2 separate regions of the Arachis hypogaea genome follow, and region 2 is linked to region 1. A link is a contact called in public Hi-C data. All regions are on one chromosome and are shown on one strand. The core of a region is the stretch at or near the end of the contact, and the rest is flanking DNA. Distances in the headings are between cores, read along the strand shown.

Region 1 (6,730 bases), core at 682-3,181:
AGCAATCTACTTTTCACCGCGCTACTCTTAACTATGTGGAGTAACGATAGGATAAGAGAAAGAACTAGATATCCACATATTAGAGAGTTGGCCACCACAAAAAATCTGCACAGTCATAAACAAAGAGATACATAACAATTAAGTAGATATAGGAAGAAATGAACACAATTTCCATATTTTGGAATGAAAAATTTTAAGATAAAATTTATTTTTTGTCTATGAAATTTATTAAAATTTTTAAATATATTCTTAAATTTTATTTTATTTTAATTTTTTAAAAAATTTTTAGTCGCATCAAATGTACTCCTCTCAATTGAGGTGGCAGTAGAGTGGGTTTGAACGAGTTTATGTTCTATTAAGTTCCGTTTCATCCTTTCTCACTTTTGATATTCCACTCACTTCACCTATATTTGTAAACGTTAAGTTACAGTACCCTAATCCATTTTTATGGGTACCCGACCTATCTCTACCCGTTTTTATAACAATTATATAATACTTTAAAATTTACATATTTATACATAAATTAAAATAAAAACATAAGATTCATTTTATATATTTTTAAATTTATTAATTTTATATATTTATATTAATATTATTATTATTATTATTATTATATAATATATACTCCGGAACAAGTTCATTCTAAACTTGACTCCGCCCCGTTCAAACAATTTTTCCACTTCCGGGGTCGGGTTATCACCCGTCCCGACCAGATAGAGATGGGGCGGATGCTACGGCTAAACCTACCTATTAGGCTATTAGCTACAAATTTTCAAGAAACTTAAAACAATTTAGCAATAATTTTATGAGGATAACCCTTTAACACAAGTCATACCGACTCTTAGTTGTTAAGTATTATAGTTGAATTAATTCTAAGTTTTTTGAAAATTTAACTGCTAAGGATACCATTGATGTAATAAAAAAATATTAGAACAAAATTGAAATAAAGTAAAACTTAAAAATATTTTTGAAATTTTTAACAAACTTTAGAGATAAAAAATATATTTTAATATAATATTTTTAATATCTATTTCATTATTTAGTAAATAAATTTAAGGCAAAGTATATTTTTTGTTTCTAAAATTTTGTAAAAGTTTTAAAAATATCTCTAAATTTTATTTTGTCTCATAAATTTTCGATTTGTATCAAATATACTCCTGGTGACTAATTTTTCAAAAAAAATTAAGACTAATTCAACAACAATTTTATAAGAATAACCTTTAATATACAAACAAATCAAGTATAATTTTTATGTATTTTTGTTAGATTGGTCTTAATTTTTTAAAATTTAGCTATCGAAAGTATATTTGATGCGAATCCAAAACTTTTAAGACAAAATTAAAACAAAATAAAATTTAAAGATATTTTTAAATTTTTATTAAATTTTAAGAATAAAAAATATTCTTTACCCATAAATTTATGTATATAGTCCCTATATTGTCTAAGTACTATAAATAGCTTCTAAAAACTAAAGAAGTTTTTAGGTATTCATAAAACAATACTATTTTTATAGATATAGCCATAATTAATTAAAAGAATATTTTTATAAAGTATGATCTATCATTAAATTAGGCTGTTTATATTATCTATATTTTCTTATTAATTATAGAGAGTATATATACTTACACAAAGGAGGGGAGGTCATCAAATTCAGCCCTGAATCTTATAAACTGAGTTGCAAATGGCAGCGTCTCATCGGTAGTTCCCATGGCAATTGCAGCAGCTAATGTTCCAACCGCCGCAACAATTCTCAATATAAAGTCCATTATAGACAACCCTCTTGCCAACCCTTTTCTACGAGATATTACACCACCACCTTCAATTGTTGAACCCTTCATCATTTTCTACCAACTTGCAACCTTTGATTCTCTTTCAATCCTCTCCCTCAAATGTATGTATATATAATACTATGTTAGTTGGTGCTTCTTAATTATTTAGTCAGTGGTTTGTGATCATAACTAACCGTAAAATGCATTTGATATATATAGTTGATGAAGAATGATAAGCAGCGACATTTGAATTTGTTTTGGTTAATCTAAAGCTTGCTACGTGGATGCTTGTGATTGGTGTTGCTAACATACATGATCGTGAATGATGCTTATTAATATAAAAATTAAAAGCTAAGAAAAGTGCCTATGTTCCTGCTCCAATAATAGAAGCATTATGTTAACTTTCAACCATTGAGATTTGGTTGTGGTAGTTTGCACATGATCACAATATGCAACATTGTAAGTGAATTATGGATAAAAAAAAAACCGTCCTCTAGAAATAATTGTCTTTGAAGGTTTATTTTATAGGAAAGTATAGAGAGTTAATAGTCTAAGCGCACAATGTGTACAATGAAGGTTTAGGGAGTATTAGAGATATGATCATTAGTGTTACATTGTCCTATCAAGTTACGGTTTTGGGATGAGCGGGTTCATGACATGTATTAGAATTCTAGATCCGAAAGGTTAAGGTTCGATCCTTGGTGAACTCCAAAATCAACTTAAGTTTTTGGAATGAGTGATTTTATGACATGAGATGTTTATTATCTCTGGTATCCGGATGGTTATTCTGGATAGTATGGGTGATGTTCATTTTATTTATGGACCAAAGATTTAGCCCATTGTACACATTGTACGCTTAGACCATTGGCTCCTTAGCACTACCCTTTCCAAAAATATCATTAAAAATTTATTACTATATATAACTTACAAGAAATAATAACAATGAAAAGTGTACTCATAAAAAATCTCACCTAATTAGTTAGGCTTATATTAAATATTTATATGGAGCATGTATGGATCTGCCACAACTGAATCGCACCTACACAACCTAAAACCAAGTCCATTTCTATGCTTTGAAAAGTTAAAAAACTGATTATTTCTTTTTGGATGTGAATGATACACTCACATTCTCCATTTTCGTTTCTTCAATTCCTTCCTTGCCAATCCTCTCTTATTTCTTCTTCTTATTTGTTTATTAATTAATTTATTTTTCTTATAGTAGTAATCAGTGTTGTATGTATTGTGAACTTGCTAATTGAAATTTTGGAGCCTTTGAGTACTATATTGTATGTTATACACAATTGTATATATATTTTCTAGCAATATTATATAGCGTGAAAAAATAAAAAAGAATGTAAAAATAAAAAACACATTTAGTGAGCATCCAAAATGAACAGTATCTCCATTTAGAGCATATATTTTCATCTATGAAGTAAGTTGTGACCAAATTTATTTGTGCATGCATGGCATGGAAGCATAAAAATGGAAATTTAAAATAATCTAATGGCAACCATGTGGAATGTTTAAAATATACATGAATAGGTAGTTTCATTCAATTCACTTAACTAAACATGATATGCACTTCTTAAATTACACTAATCAAATGACCAAATTTAAAATTTTAAACCAATTTGGTGTTTAAACAAAACTAATAATCAAGTGCCTTGTCAAAATTCAATCTAAACATCATTAAAAATAGCATAACATTACACAATTCTAAATTATAATGCCTAAAGATAACCACATTTAAGACAAATGCTGGCCAAACATAAAAATTAAACAAAAAATTTCACTCAGACATTTCATCGAGCATATGGTGTGCACAATATGTAAACAGGGATTTTAAACTCAATTTAAGCAGCAATCAATCCAAAAAAATCAGCCATCAAACATTTTAGAATCCAAAAAATATCAATCTATTAATCTAAGTCTAATTTAAACACTAAAAGTAAAATTAAAAATTAGTTAAAATAAATAAACAAAAAAACACGGATGGGAGGAAGCATAGAACCTGCATTGGTGAAAGGGGAAGAATGGAAAGAGAGGAGTAGCAGATGTGCTGTTGCAGCGGCACAGAGCTCAGCCACTTCTGGGTTGCACTGGGATTTTTTGCTGGGATTGGGCTTTGCACAGAAAACAGGGGTAGCGTACAGGAGATTGAGGAGAAATGGAGAAAGAGTGAAGAAAAAGAGAAGAGAGGGAAGAGAGAAGGGGTAGGCGACGGTGGTCACTAGTGGTGATGGCAGTGGTGTCAGACAGAGGGTTGAGGCTGGATTGAGAGTGCAGAAGAGAAAAGGGTCAAGCGAAAGGAAGATAAGATGAGAGGCTAGTTGCAGAGTTTCAATTCACCAATGTAAAAACTCTGTTTTTTAATTTGAAATATAATTATTATTAAAATTTAATTAATCAAACTATTAATTACATTTAGGATTAATTTATTTTTTTAACCCCATTGTTTACATTGTTCACTAATGTTATTGTTCACCTATATTTTTCCTTTTGAAAAAAGTATTAATAAAATCTTTTTAGTTAAAACTTGTTTAATAGTACAGCATCTAATTAGTTTGTTTGTTTGTATATGTTTGATTGTAGGTCATCAGTGATGGACCCAGAAAATTTTAGGAGTGGGGATAAAAATATATACACTAAAATAAATTTTATTGAACATTATTAATTATATAAAGATATAAAAATTAAAAAAATTAATGAACACTTTTATTTTTATAAAAAATATTTTTTTTTATTTCTAAAACTTGAACTTAAAATATTTTAATTAAATTATAGATAATTTGTTATCTTAACTAATTTTTTTATACACATTTAATAATAAAAGATTGACTCAATGGCCACATTAGCAACTAATGACACACTAGTATTTATAATTTAAAACTAGAATTATATATAAATACTAGAAAAATTAAATCTGTGTATAAAAGTATGTTTATATAAAATAATATAACCTTAATTTACAATTTTTTTTCTTTCGTTCTTTTTAAAATAATTAAGTTTGTTATATATTTTTTAATTTAATTTTGATATAATGTTAGATGAAATATTTTATTTATCTATTTAATTATGTATTATAATTAAAATATTTTATTTTTATTATTTTTAAAAATAAAAAATATATTCTAAATTAGTAAATTAATTTATTTATTTTAAAATTTTATATTCAACACAGGTACATATAATAGAACAAAAGATAGAAAATAAGTAATAAAGATAAATAAATTGAGAATAAAAAAAATTATATAAAGTCATGAAGAGAAATATTAGATTAATATTTAAAATATAATTGTTTAAATTAAAATTTGTTATTGAAAATATCAAAAAGAAAAATAATGAAATTGGAAGATAGATAGAGTCATAGAAAGTTAAATAAAAAAATATGGAGAATTTGAAATTTATCTTTTGATGAACAGAAGATTACTACTAGACAAGAAATAGAAAAAAATGTTAAAAATATAAAAATAAAAAAAGAGTTTAAGAGAATAAAAGAGTAACGGTACAAAAATTAAATTTAATTAGGTTAAATAATAATAAAATAATAGAAAATAAAAAAGTTAATTTTGGACTTTAACCAATTGAGTGTAATTTATTTATAGTGTGATCATTTAAAATTTAAAGTAGAGATACATTATTATATATAACTATTTTAGAAAAAAAATGAAAAAGCAGTGGGGCAAGTGCCCCTTCATTGCCTTTACTGGGTCCGTGCCTATAGGTCATAGAATGTACGGACATTAATGAAAGTGATGACATAGATCTTGTTAATGAGGTTTGGTCTCTAGTATATTACTATTTTTCGTGAACCTCATATTTGAATCGATCATTAATCCTCATGTTCATCGAATGATGTCTATTTTGAACTGATTCGCAGTTATCGAGTCATAGTTGCCTTACCGAAGACAAAATACCAAGAATTGGAATGTGGTTTGAACATTTGAAACTGGCTTAGGATTTTTATGCAATATATGCAAAGAAAGTCAGTTTTGATTCAATAGCGTAGCTAATGGTTATTTCTGTTAGTACCCAGATGGTTATTTTGTAATGGCCTTGGTGTAGTGTGTATAATTAGTTACAATTATGTTAAATTGGATATTCGATTTAATAGGATAGCGGATGTTTATTTCTATTGTTACCCATATGGTTATTTTGAATAGTTTGGGTGTAGTGTGTGTGATTCGTTAAAAGAATTATAAACTGGATGTTCGATTTAATGGGAAAGCGAATGGTTATTTTTTTTGTTACCTAGATGGTTATTCGTAATAGTCTTGGTGTAGAGTATGTGGTCAGTTACAAGTAGTAAAGGCTGGATGTTTGATTCTATAGGCTAACAAATGGTTATCTCTATTGTCACCCAAATGGTTATTTAGAATAGTCATGGTATAGTGTGTAAATAGTAACAAATAGTAGAGATTGGATGTTCGATTTCATGTGATAGCGGATGGTTATTTTTATTGGTACCCAAATGGTTATTCTTAACTAATAGCTTTTACGCTTCGCTAATATCTTGAAATAGAATCAAAGTGGTTAGAGAATTATAAATGTTATTCACCATGAAAATTTATCTTTTCTGTTATAACAAAATTCCACCACGAAAACACGTAAACAATGTGAAAAAGATATTTGTGGTCTTAAGACTAAGGTCCAATTTGGGTTGACAACTTAAATAAGCTCTATTGAAAAAAGAGTTTGAAGTAGAAGGACTTTTATTAATAGTAACTTAGAAATAAGTTATTTTGTGTTGATTTTTAGTTATAAAAGTACTTATTTTTAAAGTTATAGTATTTAGATAAATAACTCAAAAAATATAATTTTTTACACAAGAGAATGATATTAAAATTCTAATTCACATTAATTTTGATGGCAATGCAAAAGAAATTATTGTATAGTTAGTATTTGTTGTTTTATTGTGCATGATATTGTAGGTGAAAATAAAAAATAAATATGAGATGTGT
Region 2 (6,673 bases), core at 4,090-6,589, 200 kb after region 1:
TTCGTTTGATCTTTTTTATTTAATTCATGTCTTGATTTATATTTCAATAATTGTTTTCGTTCTTTATTTTATGAATATGGATGGAACGGAAGTATGATCCATGTTCTAATTGAGTTCTTGTAAAACTTGGAAAAGCTCTTTACTTGAACAACAGCTTGAAAATATATTATACTGAATTTCTAATTGTTTGTATTTAACGGGACACATGACATATAATCCCCTTATTTGTGGATAATTAGGATTCTTTTGGCATATAAACTAGAAGTTGATCATCACCCTCTAATTGGAATTAATTGACCAAGGAATTGGCAATTAATGAATTTTAGAGGAGACTAGGAAGGTCTAAGGAATTAGGGTCTAGTCACATATAGTTTGGCATGAAATTAAATCTTGCATGATTAAATTAATTAGTAATAAAAGTTAATTTGGAAATTAGATAACTCTGAAACCTTAACTGCTTTCTCAAATATTTTATTCCCAACTCATTGCTGCTTGCTTTCTGAAATTTTTAAAGTACTATTTAATGCTCTTTGAATATCTCAAAACCATTTTTTGCTTGCCTAACTAATCCTATCAAACGCTATTGTTGCTTGATCCATCAATCCTCGTGGGATCGACCCTTACTCACGTAAGGTATTACTTGTTACGACCCGGTGCACTTGCCGGTTAGTAGTATGGGTTACAAAATACTGCATCAACAAGAAAAGCGCCGCATGGTGTCCTCATCGGCTCCCTCGGAGCACTCTCCAAATGTCTCCTGGAACCAGCTGCAGTTTACTGCGAACTTCTGAACCTGGCTCGGACGAGGAATCACTCCAAGCAACTCCTCGAACCACACCCAAGCAGGACGTCCACCCTCGATATATATATATATGGAAATCCGTAAGGCAACCACTGACATAACGCCCATCCACTGCCAACCCAAACTGGTACGCCACGTCCTGAAGCGTGATCATGCATTCTCCGAAGGGCATATGGAAAGTGTGCGTCTCAGGACGCCACCGCTCCACGAAGGCACTGACAAGGGGCTCATCTATTCGAAACCATCTATCGTTTAGCCTCGCTAGATGGTATAACCCCGCCATCTGCAAGTATGGCACATACCGCTCATCGAGTCGCATGCCCTGTTGCCACATGCTCCTGATGCATCTCTGTGGCTGGGCATTACATGGACCGCATTAGTAGATCGACATAGAAAACCGGTAACAAAAATAAGTAATAACAGAAACCACTTATCGAAACCAATAACACAATATACATATGAAACCAATATAACAAACCACTTACAAAGGCACATAGTAAACCACTAATAAAAACTACTAAACTGAACCGTCAACAAAACTACATGCTTAAACCGCTAACATAAACCGAAAGCTAATCCACTTACGAAAACCACAAGCAAATCCACTATCATAAACTGCACATAAAACCACATGATAAACCTCTTCCAATACCACCTAAAGTAATCCGCCAACATAAACATCAATAAAACAACTATAAAAAAATCACTAATATAAACCACTAACTAAAACCACATACAAAACCTCTAAAATAAACCACTTGCAATACCACTACGATAAACCACTAACATAAACCGTCACTAAAACCACATGCAAAACCACTAACTCAGATAAACTGATCGCAAAGAAGTGTTCTATCCACTAACCTCGTCGTTGATCTCCCCGGCTATATGAGCGACTCCGTCCAACCGATACAGCCTTGCCGGATCGTCCCCCAGCGGCAGAGTTTTCTGTTCGAGTCTTTGTCGGATGGAATCTGTGTCGTTTTCTCTGAGATTTGGTTGGGGTATGGAAATGGAGAAGTTGTTCGAATGAGGGTGATTCAAACTCCTTATATAGCCGAAAACTTAGTAATTCGAAGCAGCATGGTTCGAATTACTATTTGATGCAATTTGAGAGTAATTCGAACCAACTCGGTTCGAATTACTAGGGGAGTGGATCACATGTGTAATTTAAACCAACCTAGTTCGAATTATACTAGTTGTAGTTCAAACCAAATAGGATCGAATTATATGTTTTTGTAGTTCGAACCAAACTAGTTCGAATTACATAGTAATGTGCTTTGACTGATTCGTGAAGCCATTTTCAGTATAGCTGATTCATGTAATTTTTTTGCTCCCTTAGCTTATTTCTGTTTTTTGCCCTAATATTGGACACTAGTAAAAAAAATTATTACGTTAATAGTTCATAAATTAAAACTCACAAAATAAAGTATAAAAAAAAACTCCCCAACAAAGTGTCTACTACTATAATAATAATAATAATAATAATAATAATAATAATAATAATAATAATCCTTTATTATATATATTATTTCAACAAAGCATTAATTTCAGTCAAAACATATAACAATTATTTAAAGAGCATATTTTAGGATTCATTATATTTATTTATATTATAGACAAATTTGAATGTAATTTTAAAAAGATTAATATATTACTTTTTTAAAATTTTAAATGACTAAAATTAGATTGTGAATAATATATAAGTTCATTTTTTTTCAATTACTATATGTTCATTTGTCTTTAATTACTATATTAATCTAATGGTGATATTATATAGCAAAGGCATTTCGGTAATTAAGTTTAATTAAATTGGTTTAATAGGTTAGCTACGTTTAATTTTAAAAATAGGAAAAGATAAGATATTGAGAAGAAGACACAAAAGATAGAGACAAAAAAATTAATATTATTATATTTTATTTAGTGATAAACTAGGACAATTTATAAAAGTCTAAATTATTCTCATTTTTTTATGTAAAAAATTTGGGAAGAAAAATATAATAAAAAATATAATTATAAAAAATTAACAAAAATAATAAAAAAATAAAAAATAAGTTGTTTCTCTTGTTAGTGTCTTTGTGTCTTCCTGTTAGAATAGACACAAAATATACTAATTTAGTATCTCTAGACACAATGTTTCTATCCATATCTTATCTGCCAAATACAATTTTGTGTCTTTGTGTCCCTGTCTCAGTGTGATGTGCCTGTAGAAAAACGCAATCTTAAAAATTGATAAAAAAAATTAGTTGAAGAAGAAAAAAGTGAAAAACAAAAAGCATAAGAAGAAAAAGAAACTTAATTAAACTTTATTACAAAAATAATTTATTCACGTGATATTTTTTATAAAATAAAAAAAGGTTTAATTTTTTATTTTTGAATATATTAAACATTTAAATGCTAGACTATATTTACTTAATTATTAGAATTGTATGAACTATATTTTTATTGTTTGTATTACTCATGACATATGTAGTTACTAAAATTTATGTGTTCATCTACTTGTGACTTATCAATATATATAAACTACACTGTTTATAAATAAAGATTTTAAATTTGATATTTACTTTTGTTAATAATTTTGTCAAAAGATTTAAATTAATTATATATTTTTTTCCTAATAAAATAAAGCAAAGTAAATAATTACTAATTTACTTTATTTTGTCAACATAAAAATAATTTAATTTTTATTTACTGTCAGTACAAAAGCGGTTTTATACATACATTTAGATATATAACGTCATATCAACAAAAATAACTTAATTTTACTTTGACTACGTGAATGATCTTTTGAAACAAACAACGAATATAATTAGACTAATGTATAAAATATTTTATACTATTAATACATCAAAAATAAAATCTATAAAAAGATAAAGGCATAAAAAATTATTGTTTACTTAAATTTGATATGTATAATATTTTTTATAAATTGATTTTACTAAATTCATGTTTATCACAAACAATTCCATATTTTATTTTATTTATTAAATTCAAGATTTTAAAATTTAAATCCATCTACTCTATTACCATGTTAAAAATAGATCCCACATTTTTGTACACCTTAAAATTATTTGTTGTAATTTATTTTTACCTCCTATTATATTATATTACTTTTTTTGACATAGACAAATCCATGATTTAATATGTATCTATCATTTTAAAAGATTTAGAGGTAAGGGATTAGAGATTATGGTTGAGGAGTTATAATTTAGGATTAAGAATATAAAATTTATGGTGTAGAATTTTGAATTCATGATTTAAAATTTAGAGTCTAGGATTTAGAGTATTAGAAATTATAGTTTAAGATTTTAGGATTTATAATTCAAAATTTAAACGTTTATGATTTATGTATTTAAAAAAGATTTATACAAATATACATTTTATGTTGATCAATTCGAACAAATTTTTTCTTTTATATTTTTGTAACATAGAGTAAATGCAAGGATAATATATATATATATATATATATATATATATATATATATATATATATATATATGCATTTAAAATATATTAGTGAATAAAATATATAAAATATAATCGTTTTAGAGAATTTACTTAATATGTTATAATTTTATTGTTATGAGAAAAATAAATAAATTTTAAATAATTTACTTTCATATATGTATTATAATATATAAAGATTTTTTTAACATCTAATTAGATGTTAATGTTATTGTAAATATTAAAATATTTTTATATTATAATTAATATTTAAGATTTAAGGTTTATAGCTAATAGTTTAGGATTTATGGTTAAGTATCACGTTTAGGGATTAGAGTTTGAGATTTTATGTCTTATAGTTTTAGAGTTTGGGATTTAGAGTTTAGGATTTATGGTACAAGAGTTAAAAAATTAGAAATGATTGTTTAGGGTTTAGAGTTTGGAGTTTAGGATTTAAGATTTAGAATTTAGAGTATTAAAAATAATAGTTTATGTTTATAATTTAAAGTTTAGGGGTCTAGATTTTAGATTCTAGGATTTAGCGTTTAAGTTTTAGAATTTAGAATTTAGGATTTAAAGTTTAAAAAAATTCCTTTTTATATTTTTGTAAGATTGAGTTAATGCAAGAATAATAAATAATCAATATATATGTTTTTATCCAAGATGCTGAAATATATTATTTAAAAATAACTATGCTACTAAAAAATTTTGTACGAGAACATTTTTTATTATATTTTTCATAAGCTATGTTTTATAACTTTTAAGAAAATTAATAATTTATATACTTGTTATGTAGCAAAAAAATATTAAAATCTTTTTTATTTGATAAACCAAATTTTTTGTTGCAAAAATAAATGAATGTAATCCATTTAAATTAAATTATTTTTTGAAATAGTTAAAAACGTATAATAATAATAATAATAATAATAATAATAATAATAATAATAATAATAATAATTAGTTATTGTAAATGTAGAATTTTATTTTTAGTGAAATTTTTGTAGTTAAATAATTTTATTTTATGAAAGTATTATTCATGGTCAGTTTGTTTTTAAAAATATTTGGTTAAAAAGACCACGTTACGCTTTTCCCATGGTAGAACCAACATAACAACTTTAACCAAAACGATTCTAGAAAGATTAAAGAAAAACCATAACAACAAATTTTAAGCAAGAATATCCTGTATCTCCTCTCCTATATCAAATTTCAAAAAACTGTTGTCTGTTTAGTCCAACTAGTCTTATTAACAGTCTCACTGAGTCACTGTTGACTGTTGAGCCAGTGCCTTCTCTAATCTCTATATTCCCAAAAGAAATGAATTTTCATACTCTCTCGGTTTCTTCTTCTTTGGTACCCTGCACTCCAAAAACTTATCTCTGCTCCAACATCAATAATGAGTCCAGCCGGGTCAACTCGCCCGCGCCATCCCAACTCACCACAAAAAGGCGGTGCCTCTTCTGTGGAAGAAGGCACTTCGTTGAAGCTGCAACATTGGCAACTACACTCTTCCCTATTAAACCCTCCAGAGCCACCAATAATTCAGATTCTGATTACGATTACGCGGTAACCATTAACAATTTAACTTGTGCAGTTGACCCAACAATTAACAGAGAAGTCAAAAGATGAGGTTTTTGTTTTGATTGCCAAAAAAACTTACTTTTTTGTAGGATGTGCTTAACCAGTTTCATCCACCAAAGCCAGATTGGTATGAAGAGTTCTATGCTTGGGTTATGAATTCAGCTACTAAGTCTTATGAAGCTGAGGTTTATATTTCTTCATGTTGCATTTAATAATTACTATTGAATTGAATTATGAAGCTGTTGTTGTTGAATTGGATTGAAGTTTTGGGAATTTCTCTCTTTTTTTTTTTGTGTGGTAAGGTTGCAAAGTACAAGTCACAAGTCTTAAGTAACTTGAAGGGGAAGAAGGCTCTTAAAATCTTGGAGGTTGGGATTGGAACAGGTCCTAACCTCAGTTATTATGCTAACGATTCCGATGTTCATGTTGTTGGCATTGATCCTAACCCGAAGATGGAGAAATATGCTCGGTCTGCAGCTAGATTGGCTGGCTTACTGCTCTCAAACTTCGAGTTTTTTCAAGCTGTATGTACCATTCTCTCATCGGCTTATAGGCACTGCTTTAAGAGGAATGTTCTCATAACAGTGAATATTAAATGTGGAATACACTAAAAGATAACGGCACTGGTTTGTGGTAAAGTAGCACAAAACAGTATATTTATGGAAATGCTTTCTAGGTTTGTGTCAATTATGGCCTATATAGTTACAAAGCTGAATGTTAATGCTATATGCTCATCATTTGATCAAAGGTGTAAATTTACTTCATCCATTCATTTAGAAAATTTTCCACATTTTTCTACAAGAATCAACTAATCATCACCCTTAATGTTGATGCTTTGTTCTGTTTAGT

The links. A called contact is a pair of places that touch in the nucleus more often than the background predicts.
Region 2: a contact with region 1 is called in a Hi-C map of leaf, with 2.6 times the contacts expected there. The contact joins the promoter of LOC112801573 here to the promoter of LOC112801572 in region 1. A contact is called at or near these places in 2 of 8 Hi-C or Micro-C datasets (leaf and an unstated tissue).

What each region holds. Positions count from the first base shown.
Region 1 is chr5:48,803,944-48,810,673 of arahy.Tifrunner.gnm2.J5K5, forward strand. LOC112801572 (casparian strip membrane protein 1-like) reads right to left here and starts at 1,932. Exons shown (of 3, transcript XM_025844386.3): 1 at 1,627-1,932; 2 at 1-105. The coding sequence starts at 1,841.
Region 2 is chr5:48,996,905-49,003,577 of arahy.Tifrunner.gnm2.J5K5, forward strand. LOC112801573 reads left to right here and starts at 5,340. Exons shown (of 6, transcript XM_025844391.3): 1 at 5,340-5,809; 2 at 5,914-6,009; 3 at 6,127-6,348. The coding sequence starts at 5,561.